Regions from separate parts of the Macaca mulatta genome. Here regions 2 and 3 are each linked to region 1. Evidence: chromatin contacts called from public Hi-C data. All regions are on one chromosome and are shown on one strand. Each heading gives the region's core, a stretch centred on a gene start, on an enhancer-like site or on the middle of the called end of the contact. The rest is flanking DNA. Distances are from core to core; before and after follow the strand shown. Region 1 holds the start of TSC22D2 (TSC22 domain family member 2). Region 2 has its middle 180 kb from the start of TSC22D2. Region 3 holds the start of SERP1 (stress associated endoplasmic reticulum protein 1).

Region 1 (3,200 bases), core at 426-2,925:
GCGCCCAGGCCGCTGTCCCGCTCCGCAGTCTGGTCAAAAGTATTGCTGTGTCTAATGCAATCCCCGGATCTAGTCAGGACGCTGCTGTCTGAATCCCGCTCATAGTATTCCATACACGTCCATCGGCCGCGTCGATAGGGCTCTCCGCTCCCGTGGTCCAGCTTGATCACGCGAAAACGGGAACTACAAGTGGTGGGAGGCTGAGATGGGGCTGCAGTCACTGGCCCGGCGGATGAGCCCGCGACCGGAGGGCCGCCGGGTGCTCCTGAGGCGGGGGCCGAAGTGGCGGCCGCCGCCAGGGTACTGGCGAGCGCCCCAGACACGCTCCGGGCCGAAACGACTCCTCCTCCGTTGGCGGGAGCAGCAGCCGCCGCTGCCAGCTGCCCATCCAGAAGGAGGTTTGGGGAGACGGTCCCGGGAGTCTCCGCATCCCCAACATTGTTAAGCGTCTCTTCGGAAGAGCTGCGCTCGCAGACCTCCTCAGGGCCATAATCCGTGGCCCGAGAGACGTCGAAAATCTCGGAGGAGACGTCCTCTGTACGTGACTCGTCCGGGTCGTCCAAGCTCTCAGTGTCCTCGGTGATGCTAGTGGCCACCTGGGCCGTGGTGACACTGGTGATCTGGAAGCAGCTCTTCTTTTTGGCCGGCATCTTGGACATGGTGAAGAAGGCTGGAGGGCAGAGAGGCACGCCGGCTCCTCCGGGTCCTGCCGGAAACCAGGGAGGGCAGAGCACGGGCCCCCAAAGACAAAAGTCCGAGTCTGCGCTGGGGTCCGAGGCCCGCCGCTGTAAGAGTCACGAGCTGATCCAGGCGCTGGTCGCCCGGTGAGACATCCTCCTCCTCGTTTCCTTCTCTGTGTCTGTCTCTTCGGCTCTGCCCCCGTCTCAGTCCCGCGGCGGCTCCTCCTTCCTTTTCAGCTCCCGCAGCCGCGGCGCCTCAATTCAATTCCCTCAGAGGCGGCGAGAGCGCGAACCCAGGGGCGGGCCGGCTGCTTCCTCTCCCGTCTCCGGGCAGCCGTGGTCAGTCCAGCTCGGCGCTCGGCGCGGTCAGCAGGCCTTGGCTGGGGGTGGGAGTGGGAGGGCGAAGAGGAGGAGGAGGAGGAGGAGGCGGTGGCGGTGGCGGCGGCGGCGGCGTGAGGGGCGGTGCTGCCCCGCTCGGGCTCCTCAGGCCGGTGCCGGCGTCAGCGCTGGGCTCTCCGACTGAGGGAAGGAGTGGCGAGTCCGGAGTCGGAGATGCCTGATTCAGCCGGGAGCCGCGGGCCGGAGCTGGCTGAAGGTCCGCCGGCGGGCGGTGGGGCTGCGGCGCGGGCAGGCGGCCCTCCCTCCCCGGCTCTAGCCGGAGCTCAACCCCAGGGACATGTCGACTCTCTCTGGCGGAAACCCGCTCTGGGGGAGGGGAAAGCCGGCTCGGTCCTCCCCTTACAGGGGGAACCACCCCTGCGGGCGGGCGGCGACGGCGGTCTCGGCCTCCCCTCGCGGCTTCTCTCACAGAGGGGCGGCGGCGGCGGCAGACCGCTGGCACGGGAGCGGAGGCACCCCGGCTGTGTGAGGTAGCGGTGGTGGCTTCTTCGGCTCCTTCTCGGTGCGCCCAATTCCTAAACCCCGGAGAAACTGAAATTCACACTGCTGAAGCGGCGGCTGCAGCTCCCTCCGCTGGGCCAAGATGGGGCTGAAATGGCCGCGCCAGGGATGCTGGGAGAAGCAGCAGCCCCGCTGCCGCCGCCGCTGCCGACTAAAATGCCGCCGCTGCCGCAGCTACCGCCAGCGCCGCAGCCGCCGCCGTTCCGTGACGCACCGGCGTCGTGACGTCACCGCTCCGCCCCCTCCGGTTTCCTGCAGTATCGCGTGGAACTTGGGGGGGGGGCAATGGGCGGAGCTAAAGGTTAAAAAAGGGAGCGGTTTCTTTATTTAAAATTTTTTAAATTTAAATTTTGTGTTGAAGGTTCTTTAAGAATTGACGAGCTAAAGACAATTTTTAAATTCCAAGCCTAGGGAAGCTTACAATGGAACTAATCAGATGTTTTTACGTCGGTTTGTTCCGAGACATTGGAAGACTGGAGGTCATGTGCTTGTGTCTAATGTTTAGCAAAATCTTAGTGAAACGAGGGCGATAGGAATGGGGGCTGGGGAAAACTTAGATGGGATAAAGAGAGATGCGGCTGGAAGAACTAAATCACTTTAAAACTTCTGAAAATAAATGTTGACCATTGTCGTCAGAGGAGTAAAATGTTCAGAGAAATGGGGATGATTAAACAAGAACAGCAAGCCAGATTGAGTCAGAAAATTATCTTCCTGCCAGAAATTCTGTCTCCAACAACGGCATCAGGGGATGGTTACTTGCCCAGGGTGAAGTCAGTTTTTAAAAAGCTTAAGGGTTACCAACGTATTCCTAAATTTCCTGAATTTGCTGTGATTCCAGGATTCATTTAAACTCCTGACACTGTTTTTACTTTCGGCACGGAATCAGCTTATAGGCTTTATAAATGTAGAACCTACTGCATTATAGTTCTTTTTGTTTATTCTAAAACTGTTAGTAGCAGCCAGGGTGTTATATGATTTGGATTGGGCCACAAACAACCATAACGAGTGATAAAGCACCTTTTCCTGTTGCAGTACAAAGCATAACTATGAAAAGAAAGTACTGGCAAATTTATCATCTTGTAGCTAGTTCCTGGCCAAAGAAAATGGTAAGGCCATTCTTTTAAGCAGTTAAAAAAAAATGGGGATGGGCTCCTAAACTTTGACATACTAAAGCAGTCATCATTTAGGTAAAATCTAAGTCTTAATGGAAATCGAGATTTCATATCTACTGCAGCGTTAGCAATCACATTATGATAACTTAAATCAGTAAATCGTTGAACTCGGTTCTCTAATCTTTGAAGAATAGAAATACTTTTTAATCCCAAAAGGTGTTTTGAGAATTAAATTTGCAGAGAATTTTTTAGGTCTTTAGTTGTAATTTATACAACTAGGTCTTTTAATCTTAGTGGAAACCATGCCCTCCAAACCCAAGTGACTAGAGTCAGAATGTGAAATAAGACCACATAAAATCCCTGTTTCTTAAGGGGGTGGGCGAAAGTAATGGAATAAAATGTAACGTTATGCTATTGTGGCAGCGATAGCTAATGGAATGTTTCTTTTCTAAATCTGTAATTTCAGTAATTGTCAGAGGCAGTTTTCCATCAATAAATTAGATCAAAT
Region 2 (3,200 bases), core at 193-2,692, 180 kb after region 1:
TTTATGTATTTTTACTGTTACTTTCTGGTCCTTACTCATTTTTGCATGTTATTTCAAAAAAGACCCTGGTTTGCCTCAATTGTATATGCAAACTTAGAGGTGATGATAGCATGAGGAGCATTACCTTAACCTGGCCCTGGCTCACCACTCAGTAATAATGACATGCAGTTATAAATTAATTTTATTAAAAAATAATTATTTTTGTGAATTTTTTATGTATTCCAGTTCTGGTTTGTGATTTACTTTCCCCTAACATGAGAGAAAAAAAGTACATTTACTACTTATGAAGGAAAACATTTACATCAAATTCTCTTTGTATCCAGGAAATACAAGGTGTAAAATGTTGGATCTGAATGATAAGAATACAGGTAATTTTCTTTTGATTACTTTTTGCTGCCCTTTTTAATATGTCACAGTGGAAAATACATAATTCACCATGTTTTTAAAATCCCATAAAATTACAGCATTAATTAAAATAAGACCAAACTGCACCAAACTGCCCATGAGAAGCACTTTCTGTGGCTACAGGATCACCAGGGCTTGTCTGTATACCACCCCCACTTGCAAAGACCCTTCAGTGCCTTCCTTACCATGCCTCAGGCCATAACAGAGCCAGAATGTAGGGATTCCAACATGTTCTTAGTTTGTCCAAGATTATTATCCAGTGATGGTCCAAAGAAGAGAATTCAGGCATCCTGATTTGTTGCTCTCTTACTTGTTAATTATATCCTAAATGAGCCTACTTCCTGAAATTTTCTTTATCGAGATCTCATCACATGCAATTTCCTACTTTGCATTAGGTTCATGGGTTCATGGCTATAGGAACCTAAATGTGGTAATTGGATACAGGAGTAGCAAAAATCTGGTGTACTCTTACCTTATTCTATCTCCCTTACCTGTAGCAGACATTATTAATGGATCACAGAACTCTGAGCTTAGGTTTAGCCCAAATCCTTTTTAACACAGTACTCCAGGCAGCCACCACAGTAGTTGGCTTCAAGGATGAATCTATTTGTTCTCCCTGGAGATGGCACGTCAGTGTCGACCTTTTTCTTTGTTAGTATCTGGCCTCAGTTCTATGCCAATCATAGCTATGACCTTGCACTTCTTTCTCACTCTGCTTGAGAGAATATATTCTGGAAATGGGTACTCAGGCCAAAAGCTACTTTCATTCCAAAACCATTTTCCCAGACACAAGGGCTGAGGGAATCACAGCTAGCCCATTTACTTTGCATGTTCAGAAAACCTCAAATGACTGGCACAAGCTCACACAGCTGGGTTCGTGATGGAACCGAGACCAGACCCCAGGCTGGCTGACTGCTTGCCCAGAGCTCTTTTCACCACTCTGCCTATCTGACTCTGGGCTTTGTCAGACAGAACAAAGAAAATGTTCCTGGGATCTGACACTTGTAAACACTTCTCCATCACCCTTGCCACGGCAGCCTGCCAAGACAGGAATCAGGCCAAATTTAGTGGGTCCTTCAGCCCAGTGACTGTAGTTGAAACAATCCCCTGATATAGAAGAGTGGAGGCCAGAGGAAAATGCACTGTTCTACAAAGAACAAAGCCTGGGATGATTCATTTTCCTGATTCCGGTGGTGGATGATTGCTGATGCCTGTCACTTACACATGGCTGTCAGCAATTTTGCAGGAATTCTCATGTAGATGCTTGTCTTGAACACATAAATCCCTAGTTAGTTCTTCATAGTTCTCAGACTTTCAGAGGTCTAGGGGACATACTCTCCTGGCTGTCCCTTTTGGAATTTAGCAAGACATTTTAAAAAATTTTTTACTTATTATTATTTTAATTATTTGAGATGGAGTCTCGCTCTGTCACCCAGGCTGGAGTGCAGTGGCATGATCTTGGCTTACTGCGAGCTCCATGTCCCGGGTTCATGCCATTCACCTGCCTCAGCCTCCCAAGTAGCTGGGACTATAGGCGCCCACCACCATGCCCAGCTAATTTCTTTCTTATTTTGTATTTTTAGTAGAGACAGGGTTTCACCGTGTGGGCCAGGATGGTCTCGATCTCCTGACCTCGTGATCTGCCCACCTCGGCCTCCCAAAGTGCTGGGATTACAGGCGTGAGCGACTGCGCCCGGCCAAGAGACCTTGAAAAAAAATGCCAAATAGTCTGGGGGCCTTGGAAAACTAGCTTATCTGGACCTCAATTTTAGCTTCCTTAAAAGTCAGCAATTGGACCAATTGGCCTCTAAAATCCCTTCTGGCCCTAAAATCTGGTGACAAGAAGCATTTGAGGAAACCCTCCCCACTTTTTCTGAGAAAATCCTTTTAAATATTTGAGGCTTTTGTATCTTAAATCTTGTCTGGTTACCAGTATACTAACAGGGCCAGGCTGGTCAGGTCAGGTAAGGCCCTCGGTTCATCACAGCTGGCCTTCTGCCATGCTTTGGAAATTGTTCTTGGACAGATTACTAATGATTTATTTGTTACAAAATTCAGTAAACACAAAGTAAAAGAAAATTATACAAGCAGTATGAATATATTCTTATGAAAAATAAAGCAGAATTACATAGTGTATGGTATATGTATAGACACACAAAATTATGTATACATATTACAAATATCTCATTTTTATAGAGGTTTATTCTACGTGTTTTAGTTTAGTTTTATTTTTACAGAAATGGGATCAAACGGAACACATTACTCTGCAACATGCTTTCTCCACTGAACAATATCTTGGATTCTTTACCACGTTGACCCGCAGAGGGTTTCTTTTTAACTGCTGTAAAGGATCCATTGTGTGAATACACCACGTTTTGTTTACTTCTTTTTGTGAGCCACTCCTCCGTTGATGGGTATTTAGTTTGCCTCTAAAGTTTCACTATTCTAAAAAATGCTGCAATAAGCTCATATTTTTGCCTACATATTTGACAGTTTCTCTAATGTAGATATCTAGAAGCTAAACTGTTGGGTTTAGGAAAATGCAAATTTTACGTTTTGAAAAATTTTTGTCAGATTGTCCATCAATATGGTAGTACCAGAGGGAATACCTGTTTCCCCACATTCTTACTGATCTTTCATTGTTTTTTCATTGCTAGCTAGGTTGAGCACTTTTATACATGTTTTTTGAATTGCCTATTTATACCCTTTGCTCATTTTTCAGTTAGGTTGTTCTTTTTTTTTTTTTTTTTTTTTTTAATCAATTTGTAACAGCATCAAAATTTTTTTAAAATCCA
Region 3 (3,200 bases), core at 496-2,995, 140 kb before region 1:
AAATTGTGAATAACAAGCTACCTTTACGAACCTAAAAAAAATTTATTATGTAACTTTGCCCAACAGTCTCTGCCTAGCATATTACCTAGCACATTATAGCCAGCGTTTGATAAATGATGACTAAACTGTAGAAGACAGACTATCAGTGGGCATGGTGCTTAATAATAAAGATTTTAAAATGTAGAAATAGAAACGTAGACTGGCAAAAAGTGCAAAAATGTTTTAAGGTTTCTTTCTTTCTTTCTTTTTATGAGACAGTCTCGCTCTGTCGCCCAGGCTGGAATGCAGTGGCGCGATCTTGGCTCATTGCAACCTCCGCCTCCCGGGTTCAAGCAATTCTCCTGCCTCAGCCTCCCAAGTAGCTGGGATTACAAGCGCCCGCCACCACGTCCGGCTAAATTTTTTTGTATTTTTAGTAGAGACGGAGTTTCACCATGTTAGCGAGGGTGGTCTCGATCTCCTGACCTCGTGATCTGCCCACCTCCGCCTCCCAAAGTGCTGGGATTACAGGCGTGAGCCACTGCGCCCGGCCCTTAAGGTTCCTTTCAGGGGATGGGGGAAAAGGGAGGAAATGGCCTTCCTCCTCAAATGCAGACGTTTCTCTTAATGACTTTTTTGCTTCTGTATAGTTACCAGAACTTAACCAAAGCCTTCTTTTCCTTCCCAATTCTTTCCCTTACATAATACTCACATGCAAATACTCCTAGCCACAACCTAGTAAAGCAACTTCCCCAGCATTGTCCAATCTAAGTTTATTATCTTCTTCAACACTACACACTCTGTCTTCAGCTTCAAAATTTCAAAAGTCCTCTAATGTTCTACTTTTAATATGCTCATAACCATTTCAAAATAAAATGTTGCTAGAATATCTCTATCATGCTCACTGCTATATCCTCTTCCAACCCCACCTTCATCATTTGAAATCTGCATTACAGCTCCACTCTCCCTATTCAGTACTACAAACCCCATTAAGGAAGGCAGGCCAGAATTTGGAATTACTTAAGTCCAGGTGTATTTAATGTGCGTGGTCATTCTAGTGGACTAACTCTGTTTGTCTTTGTCCTTACTGTAGAGCTAAATGACTTCACAAGGGCCCGTGTAACACCAGTATTGCAGACCCAAGTGTCACAAATTCAACTAGCACATTCTGTTTTTCTCCCCCTTCTTCTATCCTGTAGAAGATGAATCCGCAGGCAAGAATGATGGATCAGTGAAAGGGAGGGGGAATACGAAAGCCCAGAGGCGGAGACTTCACTTCCGACTGCCACGCTATATCAAGAAAGCCAAGAGATAGTCTGGCCTTTCCGCAAGCCACAGGAAAAGGCAGATCAGACTTTTCGGGCTCCTCGGGTAGTTCTCAAAGACAAAGACAAAAATAAGAAACTAGTCTGAAGAAAGAGAGTCCCTTGCTTCTTCAGAACTCACCTGTCAAGAGCGGCGTGGACGGCGCCATGTTGTCCCGGAAAAAGAAACCGCTCGGGTGAGAGTTCACGAGGGCCGAACCCGGCCCCTACACGTCTCCTCCTGCGTGGAAACAGCGAGCTGGTGTTTCCGGAGCCATCAGCCTCGGGGCCAATTCACTTCCGGTTGCGGAGTGACGCGGAAGAGGCGCCCGAACGCGCAAGCACAGATCTGGGGCGACGCTTGACCGAGCTTGGGAGGGCTGGACTGGGGCGGGTGCGTCTGCTTTCGCCCTCCTTCTCTAGCAGGAGGGGCGCGCACTTCCGCGGGGCGGAGCCCACCTAGTGCTGACGTTGGCAGCCGAACCCAAAGTAGATCGAGGCGGCGGGCTGCACATTCCCGTTGTTGCGTTGCGTTTCCTTCCTCTTTCACTCCGCGCTCCCGGCGGCGGCCAAAGCGGCGGCGACTGCGGTGCGAGAACGACCCGGCGGCCAGTTATCTTCCTCCCGTGCACCCGCCAGGCTTGGCCAGTCAGTCGGCGACCGGCGCCCGGCTTGTGCTCAGTCCCCGCGCTTGCCGCGCCCAGGCCCAGCGGCCGTAGCCAGCGCCTGGCCTGAGAACCTCGGCGCTCCGGCGGCGCGGGCACCACGAGCCGAGCCTCGCAGCGGCTCGAGAGGAGGCAGGCGAGCGAGCGAGTCCGAGGGGTGGCCGGGGCAGGTGGTGGCGCCGCGAAGATGGTCGCCAAGCAGAGGATCCGTATGGCCAACGAGAAGCACAGCAAGAACATCACCCAGCGCGGCAACGTCGCCAAGACCTCGGTAAGGAAAGAGCGGTCGCCCCTCTGCGTTCCGCAGCCGGGGCACAGTCGGGGTCCCTGGGGCCGCGTCGCGTTTTCTCCCGGATCCGGTCGACTGTGGGCTGTGCTGTGGAGGGGTAGGGGCCCGAGTCTGCGAGCCGCCAGACTGTAGGGGCTCGGGAACCGAAGGGGAGACCTGTGGGTGAGGGGACCGGCCACCGGGGCTGTGGGAGCCTGGGGTCCGAGTGGTTTGTCTGCATCTGAAATGGTGGATTTTCGCTTTTGCAGAGAAATGCCCCCGAAGAGAAGGCGTCTGTAGGACCCTGGTTATTGGCTCTCTTCATTTTTGTTGTCTGTGGCTCTGGTAAGTGTCTTGCGGGCTCCCATCAGGTAGAGTCTTGGGTTGAAAGGGTTTGGGATGACGTGGTGACCGGTCAGTAGTGAGTCCTACCTGCGTAGTTCTCAACCCACCTGCAGAGGACTCCACATAATTCTGTTTCATCTGAACCAAATTACTTGTTCCACATATGCACAGAGGGTAGTGCTCCAGAAACTTCTCCTAGCTTAATTTGTACTCACAGGAGATCAGAAAGGAGGTCAAGTCTTGGTAATGATCGAGTTGGAATAAATGTACGACCGGACAAAACCTAACGGAATGATAATTTAGAATGTTTTTTAGCTTCATTATCAGCCTTTGCAAAGGAACTTATAAATATGTACATACAGATGTTAGCACTTGATTTAACATATACCAGAATTTAATATCTTAATGTCAAAATTGAGTATATTTTATGAAGTAAAGCTTGTGCAAAGAATTGATTCACTGTAGAGGAAATGTACCTGATTGGCATTTTAATGTGAGTCAAATGTTTTTAGGTTAATAAAAGAAACGTTTGACATATGGTTTAAAAAAAATTGTCAGGGCAGCCTGCTGTCAGAGTAACAGACACTTGCCTTTGCAAATAGATTACAAAAAAAAGGTCTTTCTTCTCTTCGTTTATCA

What was found. A called contact is a pair of places that touch in the nucleus more often than the background predicts.
Region 2: a contact with region 1 is called in a Hi-C map of fetal cortex germinal zone, with 2.6 times the contacts expected there. The contact joins the enhancer-like site here to the promoter of TSC22D2 in region 1. A contact is called at or near these places in 2 of 14 Hi-C or Micro-C datasets (fetal cortex germinal zone and liver).
Region 3: a Hi-C map of blood shows a contact between it and region 1, with 3 times the contacts expected there. The contact joins the promoter of SERP1 here to the promoter of TSC22D2 in region 1. A contact is called at or near these places in 3 of 14 Hi-C or Micro-C datasets (blood, fetal cortical plate and liver).

What each region holds. Positions count from the first base shown.
Region 1 is chr2:53,433,879-53,437,078 of T2T-MMU8v2.0, reverse strand. TSC22D2 (TSC22 domain family member 2) reads right to left here and starts at 1,675. Exons shown (of 4, transcript XR_001443148.3): 1 at 1-1,675.
Region 2 is chr2:53,256,838-53,260,037 of T2T-MMU8v2.0, reverse strand. No RefSeq gene overlaps it. Among named protein-coding and RNA genes, the nearest start is that of TSC22D2, 180 kb to the left of the region's middle. Within about 2 kb of position 1,442, at least 3 of the 40 cell types and tissues checked have an H3K27ac peak or open chromatin away from gene starts, as enhancers often do. A contact at or near this core is called in fetal cortex germinal zone, where this site is marked.
Region 3 is chr2:53,572,476-53,575,675 of T2T-MMU8v2.0, reverse strand. It overlaps SERP1 (stress associated endoplasmic reticulum protein 1), which reads left to right and starts at 1,745. Exons shown (of 3, transcript XM_015131801.3): 1 at 1,745-2,219; 2 at 2,486-2,561. The coding sequence starts at 2,136. EIF2A (eukaryotic translation initiation factor 2A) reads right to left here and starts at 1,469. Exons shown (of 14, transcript XM_015131799.3): 1 at 1,426-1,469. The coding sequence starts at 1,453.